2 separate regions of the Mus musculus genome follow, and region 2 is linked to region 1. Evidence: chromatin contacts called from public Hi-C data. All regions are on one chromosome and are shown on one strand. The core of a region is the stretch at or near the end of the contact, and the rest is flanking DNA. Distances in the headings are between cores, read along the strand shown. Region 1 has its middle 17 kb from the start of 1700028I16Rik. Region 2 has its middle 120 kb from the start of Slc41a2.

Region 1 (3,417 bases), core at 790-3,289:
GGACATTTTCCCCATGTTTTATGTGGCAGATAGAGAAAGCAACTGAAATGATCATAGACAGAGGCACACAGGTCACAGCAAATCCTTAAAGAGAATACTACACGGCCATGAAAAAGAGTGGAGGCGATCTCTCTACCCTGCTGAAGGATGAATATAATGCATCGGTAGCTACAAAACAAAAGGGAACCTAAGAGTCTCATGTCTTAGAAGTAAGCCTGTCAGCCGGTGGCTGGACTTGGTTCCTGGAAAGTATGACCTTAGGTCAAGCAGCCATCAGTCAGCTAAGGTCCCCACAGCTGAGATCTGAGAACACATTCTCACGCTCACCCAAAGGTCTCGTCTCCTGATTTTACATATGTGTCACATACACATGATCTCACATAAGCCAAGAACTAGCAAGAGGAAATTAGATCACTGACTGGCTTAGAGAGAATCCAATCAGGACCTTACAGAAATTCCTATCCTGCCAGAAGTTTGTGGCTATCAAAGATAGTCTGGAAACGAAAAAGGGCTTGAGTTCTACTGAAAGAACCAAAGGAGTAGCCAAAGGAGCCTGCCCCAGTAAGGATGGAGTGCCTTTGAACCCATGTATTTCTATATAGTTTGGGTTAAGAGTGTACTATTGATACAACAATAATTATTCTTTCAGCTAGGTATGATATTCCACTCTATTATTTATAACCTGTGCTTATAGGCAGATCAACTCACAGCCTCAATGCTTTATTAAAAAGTGGAATGTGATTCTCAAGTAAAAAAAAAAAAAAACCAGAAATCACTAAAGAGATGTGTGTTACTCTTATTCTTGGGGGAACAGACTATCTCCTGGCTATGACGATTCTGGAATGTGTGGTTGGGCTTAGGGAGTAGTTAATACTATTTTTTTCAGGAACTGTTTTTGTTTTAAGGGACTGGAAAGCACAATTGTTTGTTTGTTTGTGTATTCACTTATTTATTTTTGAGACAAGGTCTCTCTATGTCTCCCTGGCTGTCCTAGAGCTGATTATATAGATGGGGCTGGCCAGAACTCACAGAGATCCACCTGCGTCTGTCCGCACACCTCTGTTGCTGAGTGCTGGATTTAGACATTCTGTTACTTTCTATCAGTTCATCAAAGAAAATGAGGACAATTTTTTTTTCTCAGCCAGATTATCGCTGTTAACTGCTCTCAACTACTTTGTTCTTTGGAAGGATTCGGAATTTGATTTTAAGACGTGATGCGTTTGGAAATTATCAGTTTAATTTTATTCATATGTAATCTCTTTTTTCCAAAGATTTATTTATTTTTATGTGCAGGAGTGTTTTTGCCTGCATGTATGTATGTGTACCACATGTGGCCAGAAGAGGACACTGGTTTCCTTACACCTGCAGTGGGAGTTACGGACAGTTATGGGTTGCCATGTCGGTGCTGGGAACTGGACCCAGACCCTGTGCAGGAGCATTGCTAAGCCATCATTCCAGCCCTTGACCTTTTTTCCCCTTTGAGACAATATCATGCTCAGCAGTCATCTTCGTTCAGAAATCACTACTTTCTCATCACTTCAAAAGCTCCACTAAGAGATGGCTAGTCACAGCACGGGAGAAAGGAGAGGCTAGACAGTGTCTCTTCCTCACGTACAAAGCGACAGGAAAGTCTCATTCAGAACTGGGTCTCATCTTGCATGCTCCGCCCACACTCCTGTTCCAGGAGGTTCTCTGCTTCTTGTCATCAAGCCCAGAATGCCTGCCTCTGCCTCAAGTGCTGTGATCACAAGCCTGCGTCATCATGTCCAGCACGTGTAGCACTGGGGACCCCACTCAGGGCTTCCAACAGGCTGGGTGAGCCCCCTGTCCACTGAGCTACACCCGCAGCCTTGTTTGGACATCTCAAGCTTCCATATGTTGTTTGTCTGTCGTAGACAGTACCATGGGGAGAGGAAGAATGCCAGTTTCCCCACTCCAGTTTCCAGCACAGCACTTAACCGGAGCCAAAGACAAAGCTGTGCGGAGAGCCAGCCGCAGGAAACTCCTGACGTTGCTTCCAGGCAGCAGGCTCGGTTCTGGGAACCAGTGTGCACTGCTTAACGCATGACTCAATCTGCCCAGAACCTGCCAGGGGAGGGCAGTAGCTCCTTGCTTCACATTCTTGTCTCTGTCTTCCCCCCCAGGAACTGTTTGCAGATCCCATGGATGCTACCTGAGCTCCGGAATGCCACCCCTTCTGCTACAGGGCTTCAGTCCCAAGTCCCACCCGGCCAAAGAACTGGGCTCCTTGCCAGCGTTCCTGCCCCATCCCATCCTACCTTCCTGCCAACTGTCAGAGATATCATCAATAAATTGTTTGAATTATTCAATTCTAGAGATTAAATACTCCCCTGCTCCCCAAACCCAGAGATAAAATCAAACTCAAAACAGTTTGACGGAAAGCCGACCGTGTTTTGTAATCTGCCCCACCCCCACCCCTCCCAGGTTCCTCCTGGCTTCTTTCTCATCACTCGCCCAGGCATGGTTCTGGTGTTGAGGCATCTGCATGCCTCTCCTCCTTCATCTGGCTATTTCCCTTCTTCAGACTCGACTAGAAATTGTGCTCAGGGGCTGGGGGTGTAGCTCGGGGAGTGGAATGATCCAACTGGGCTGGGGTTCAGTTTCTGGCGCTATGTAACATGGAGAGGGGTGTATGTGAGCTTGTGTGTAATTGCGGTACTTGAGAGGTGGAGGCAAATGGACCTATTCAGGGTCATCTTTAGCTATATACACAGTCGAGACAGACTTGGCTATGTGAGCCCCTTACTTTAAAAACAGGAGGAGGAGGAGGAGGAGGAGGAGGAGGAAAAAAGAAGGAAAAGAAGAGTGAGAAAGAACGGGGTAGGGTGGGAGAAAGCATCTACTTCTGGTTGTTCAAATTTCTATTAAAATCCTTGACAAAGGAACTAATGCAATGACTTGCTGGTTATGAGTACCGACATCCAGGGGACCCAGGTTTGGCTCCCAGCACCCACATAGTAGCTTACACCCACGGACCAGACACCAACATCCTGATCTGGCTTCTTCGAGCACATGTGCCGCACAGGCACACACAGGCAAAGCAATCATGTTTGAAAATAAAAATTTAAAGAATAAAAAACTGCTTGATGGCCTGCTCTGTTTCGGAGAGAGGAAATAAAGTCGAAATAAAAACAAAGCAGGGAAAGAGAAAAGCAGCAGCCACCTGGAGGAAATGGTTACGTAGTATCTGGTCCTACAGCTGCCTGCAATTATCCTCCCTTACAAAAAGGGGAAAATGCCGGAGTCTCTGCTCTTTATCTGAGCCGGTAAACACGCCTGACTGCAAGAAAGGAATTTCTCGTTTCTGTCCTCTTTAAGGCTACCCCAACAATGACAGGATAGTTAGAACTAGGCTGAAATGCCTATCGGTACCAGAAGAGCCCCTGTGCAATGGCT
Region 2 (3,273 bases), core at 699-3,198, 430 kb after region 1:
CCCTTCCTCATCTTCCATAGAGACAGGAATCCCTCAGCCAGGCTCCGTGACTCCAGCTCTCCTTGCAGTTTCTCTTTTCTCCAGTAGGGGCAGACGTGAACAGCCGGACTAGGGAGGGCTTGAGTTCTGCCTCTGTTCACCTTAGAATAAGGTCTGAGGAGGCTTCGTGGCCCTCCTGTGGCCGCTCCTCCCTGGGTTGCATCATGCTGGCTTTTTGGCTTCTCCCTGACCCCTGGGGGCGGGGTGTGGGGGGGGACACGACGGTGGAACACATGGTTGGGGCAGAGTGTTAAGGTGCACATACACAACTCGCTTTTCCCCTTAACATTATGAAATATCTGGAGAAATAGAATTGTACATGACAGCATGTATTTTATAAATTAAGCGTTGAATGTTTGGCATCTTTACAATCATCAACCCGTATTGGCACACGCACCTTCTCACGTGTAGATCACCGGCCTTCCCGCGTGTTATTTGTTAGGCACACTGGACTTCTCTATTTCTATGTCAAGAGGAGGAGTGGTTTCACGTATGGCATGTAACGAAGACTCTTTTAACTTCCCGTATGGTCCATAGTGGTTGCACTGATGCCCAATAACACCTGTCTCCTTAATACAAAGCCATAGCAACTCACAAGAGTGTGCCAGATCCAATTAGCCACCGACCACAAGCTGTTCTCCCCACAAACAGGCATTTCCCATTCAGTTCTATTTGAGTTTTGAATTGCTATTAGTAGAAACCCTTAAGTGCCCAGAGAAGCTAAATACCATTTTCAGATACTTTGTAATGACTCTACTGTGAATATTTGTCTATAACTACAGGAACAGACTCCATATCCAAGGGTTTCATTACAAGAGGAACTATGTCTCTAGGGAGATGGCTCAAGAGCACTGGCTGCTCTTTCAGAGGACCAGGGTTCAATTCCCAGAACTCACATAAGGGCTCCCAACCATCTGTAACTCCAGTCCCAGGGAATTCAGTGCCTTCCTCTGGCCTCTGTAGGCACCAGGCACACACATGGTCAGATCTGCAGACAAAAAAAAAAAAAAAAAAGACACTTGTAAACATAAGACAAATAAATGAAGTTAAATAAAAGAGAAACTCTGTGGCAAGCCATAGACAGTTCTTAGCTCAAATTACCTTCTGGAGTTTTCTGTGCTGTCCAGGCAGATGTGTGCCCCACCCCCACCCCCACTGAGGCCCATGGGCTGTGTGTGGCCGAGGAGAGCAATGGATGCTGGTTTACACAACACTCTAAGGCTTCCCTAAACACAAGATTTTGTGGTTTTTTTTGTAGTTAGATTGCATGGCTTGCGGATGATATCATGTTGGAGTAGCAAAAGGTTGGATGTGCCTGTGTGTGTGCAGATCATTTCATAAGTCTGGATTGGATGACCCCACCTGTATGTACACATACGTGGCTGCATGTGAGATGGTAACATTAGGATTCTGGAATCCAGCTTCATCTGTCAGTTCACTGAGGGATGTGATGCCAGGTGAGTGGAGACCTTTGTCCCAAAGCAAAAGAAAACCTTCTAGAAGCTTTTAAAGACTAGTTTCAAAATTTCCCTCATGTAGGCTGAACTAAATGGGGCTCTCCTGAACCCCTAGTTGCTGGGAAATTACAAGTTATCTGCAGTAAAGTTCAGACGAACTTTCCACCCCCTGGGAAGGGTTGGACCAGGCTCCAGGATTTCTCTGTAGACATTGTCATTTTTATTTGAATAGAAAGGATTTGGAAGGATAACTTATTTGTTAAACAAGCGAAAAGAGATTTAACATTTGGAAAGCAGTCTTTGTTTGAGGAAATACTTTCTACATATTTGCTGTGTATAATGTCCTTCCCGCTCTTCCTCTTTCCTTCCCTCTCTCTGATCATGTGTTCACAGCTACTTTTAGGCTTTAATGTCTTTCTACGTTGTATCAGTCAGGGTTCTCTAGAATCACAGAACTTATGCAATCTCTCCCTATATTGAGGAAATTTATTGTAATGACTTACAGTCTGTAGTCCAACTAACCCAACAATGGGCAGATGTGAATGGGAAGTCCAAGAATCTAGTAGTTGCTCAGTCCAGGAGTCTAGTTGTTTCAGCTGGTCTTCTGTATAAGCTGGAATCCTGAAGAAGTAAGTTCCAACAGATGTGCTGGCAGGTAAGTGCAAACAGGTGAAGAAGAGGGAGTCTTCCTTCTTTCAATGTCCTTATGTAGGCCTCTAGCAGAAGGTGTGGCTCACAATATAGGTGTGTACCACCACGCCTGGATTTGGAACTTGCTGATCTTGAACTCAGAGATCTGCTTGCCTCAATCTCCTAGGATTAAAGGTGTGTTCTACCTTGCCTGGGTTTAAGCATGTCATGGTCACTATGCCTCAGGCTCTCCATGTCAAGATCTGGGTCAAAAGTCTCGAGATCTGGACCACAGGTGTGCCCTCCATTTCTGAATTGTAGTTCATTCCAGATGTAGTCAAGATGGCAGCCAGGGATAGCATCACATATGTCATGTGACTTCATTTTGCTTCTTTTCCTACTGAAGATGCTTGGATGAGAAAATCATGATGTATAGGGCAAAAGTGGTTGCTCATTTGCTCTGAGCAAGTCATACAATGGCGGTCACCTTCCTTTGACATGATGGACTGCATGAGAATTGTGTGGTGTTCCCCTCCCCTTTATAGGCTCTTATATTTAATGCTTTGTCCCTACTTGATGGAACTGTTTTTAGAAGGATCGGGAGGTATGGCTTTGTTAGGAGAGGTATATCACTGGGGGTGAGATTTTAGGTTTCAAAAGCCTTCGCCAGGCTCCCCTCACCTCCCCTCCCCCCTCCCCTCCCCTCTTCTCTCTCTCTCTCTCTCTCTCTCTCTCTCTCTCTCTCTCTCTCTCTCTCCAACCTCCAACTTGTGGATAAGATGTAAGCTACTGCTCCAGCACCATGCCTGCCTGCCTGCCTGTCTGTCTGTCTGTCTGTCTGCCACCACCACACTCCCCATCATGATGGTCATAAACTCACCCTCTGAAATTGTAAGGAAATCCCCCAATTAAATGCTTTCTTTTTGCATTGTCTTGGTCTCTGGGTCATTTCACAGCAACAGAACACTAACATGTGGCATGCACACTGACCTGGTGTGTGCCCCTCTTTCTTTACATTTTGGTAGTGGACTGTAAGACCCCCGACCCTAGGTCAGTGGTACTTACTTCAAGATGCCCCCGAGTGAGACACTGAGATGCACAGATCAATGAAAAAGCAAGAGGTTCATTTTCTGGAGAGTTGGGGTCA

What was found. Hi-C and Micro-C count contacts between places; a contact is called where the count stands out from the background.
Region 2: a Hi-C map of bone marrow-derived macrophages shows a contact between it and region 1, with 3 times the contacts expected there. The contact joins two enhancer-like sites. A contact is called at or near these places in 1 of 39 promoter capture datasets (liver), 3 of 484 Hi-C or Micro-C datasets (bone marrow-derived macrophages, group 2 innate lymphoid cells and nephron progenitors) and 1 of 115 datasets of contacts at active chromatin or transcription factors (large pre-B cells).

What each region holds. Positions count from the first base shown.
Region 1 is chr10:82,793,477-82,796,893 of GRCm38.p6, forward strand. It overlaps a transcript of Hcfc2 not described here. Among named protein-coding and RNA genes, the nearest start is that of 1700028I16Rik, 17 kb to the right of the region's middle. Within about 2 kb of position 2,040, at least 227 of the 459 cell types and tissues checked have an H3K27ac peak or open chromatin away from gene starts, as enhancers often do. A contact at or near this core is called in bone marrow-derived macrophages, where this site is marked.
Region 2 is chr10:83,219,808-83,223,080 of GRCm38.p6, forward strand. No RefSeq gene overlaps it. Among named protein-coding and RNA genes, the nearest start is that of Slc41a2, 120 kb to the right of the region's middle. Within about 2 kb of position 1,949, at least 7 of the 459 cell types and tissues checked have an H3K27ac peak or open chromatin away from gene starts, as enhancers often do. A contact at or near this core is called in bone marrow-derived macrophages, where this site is marked.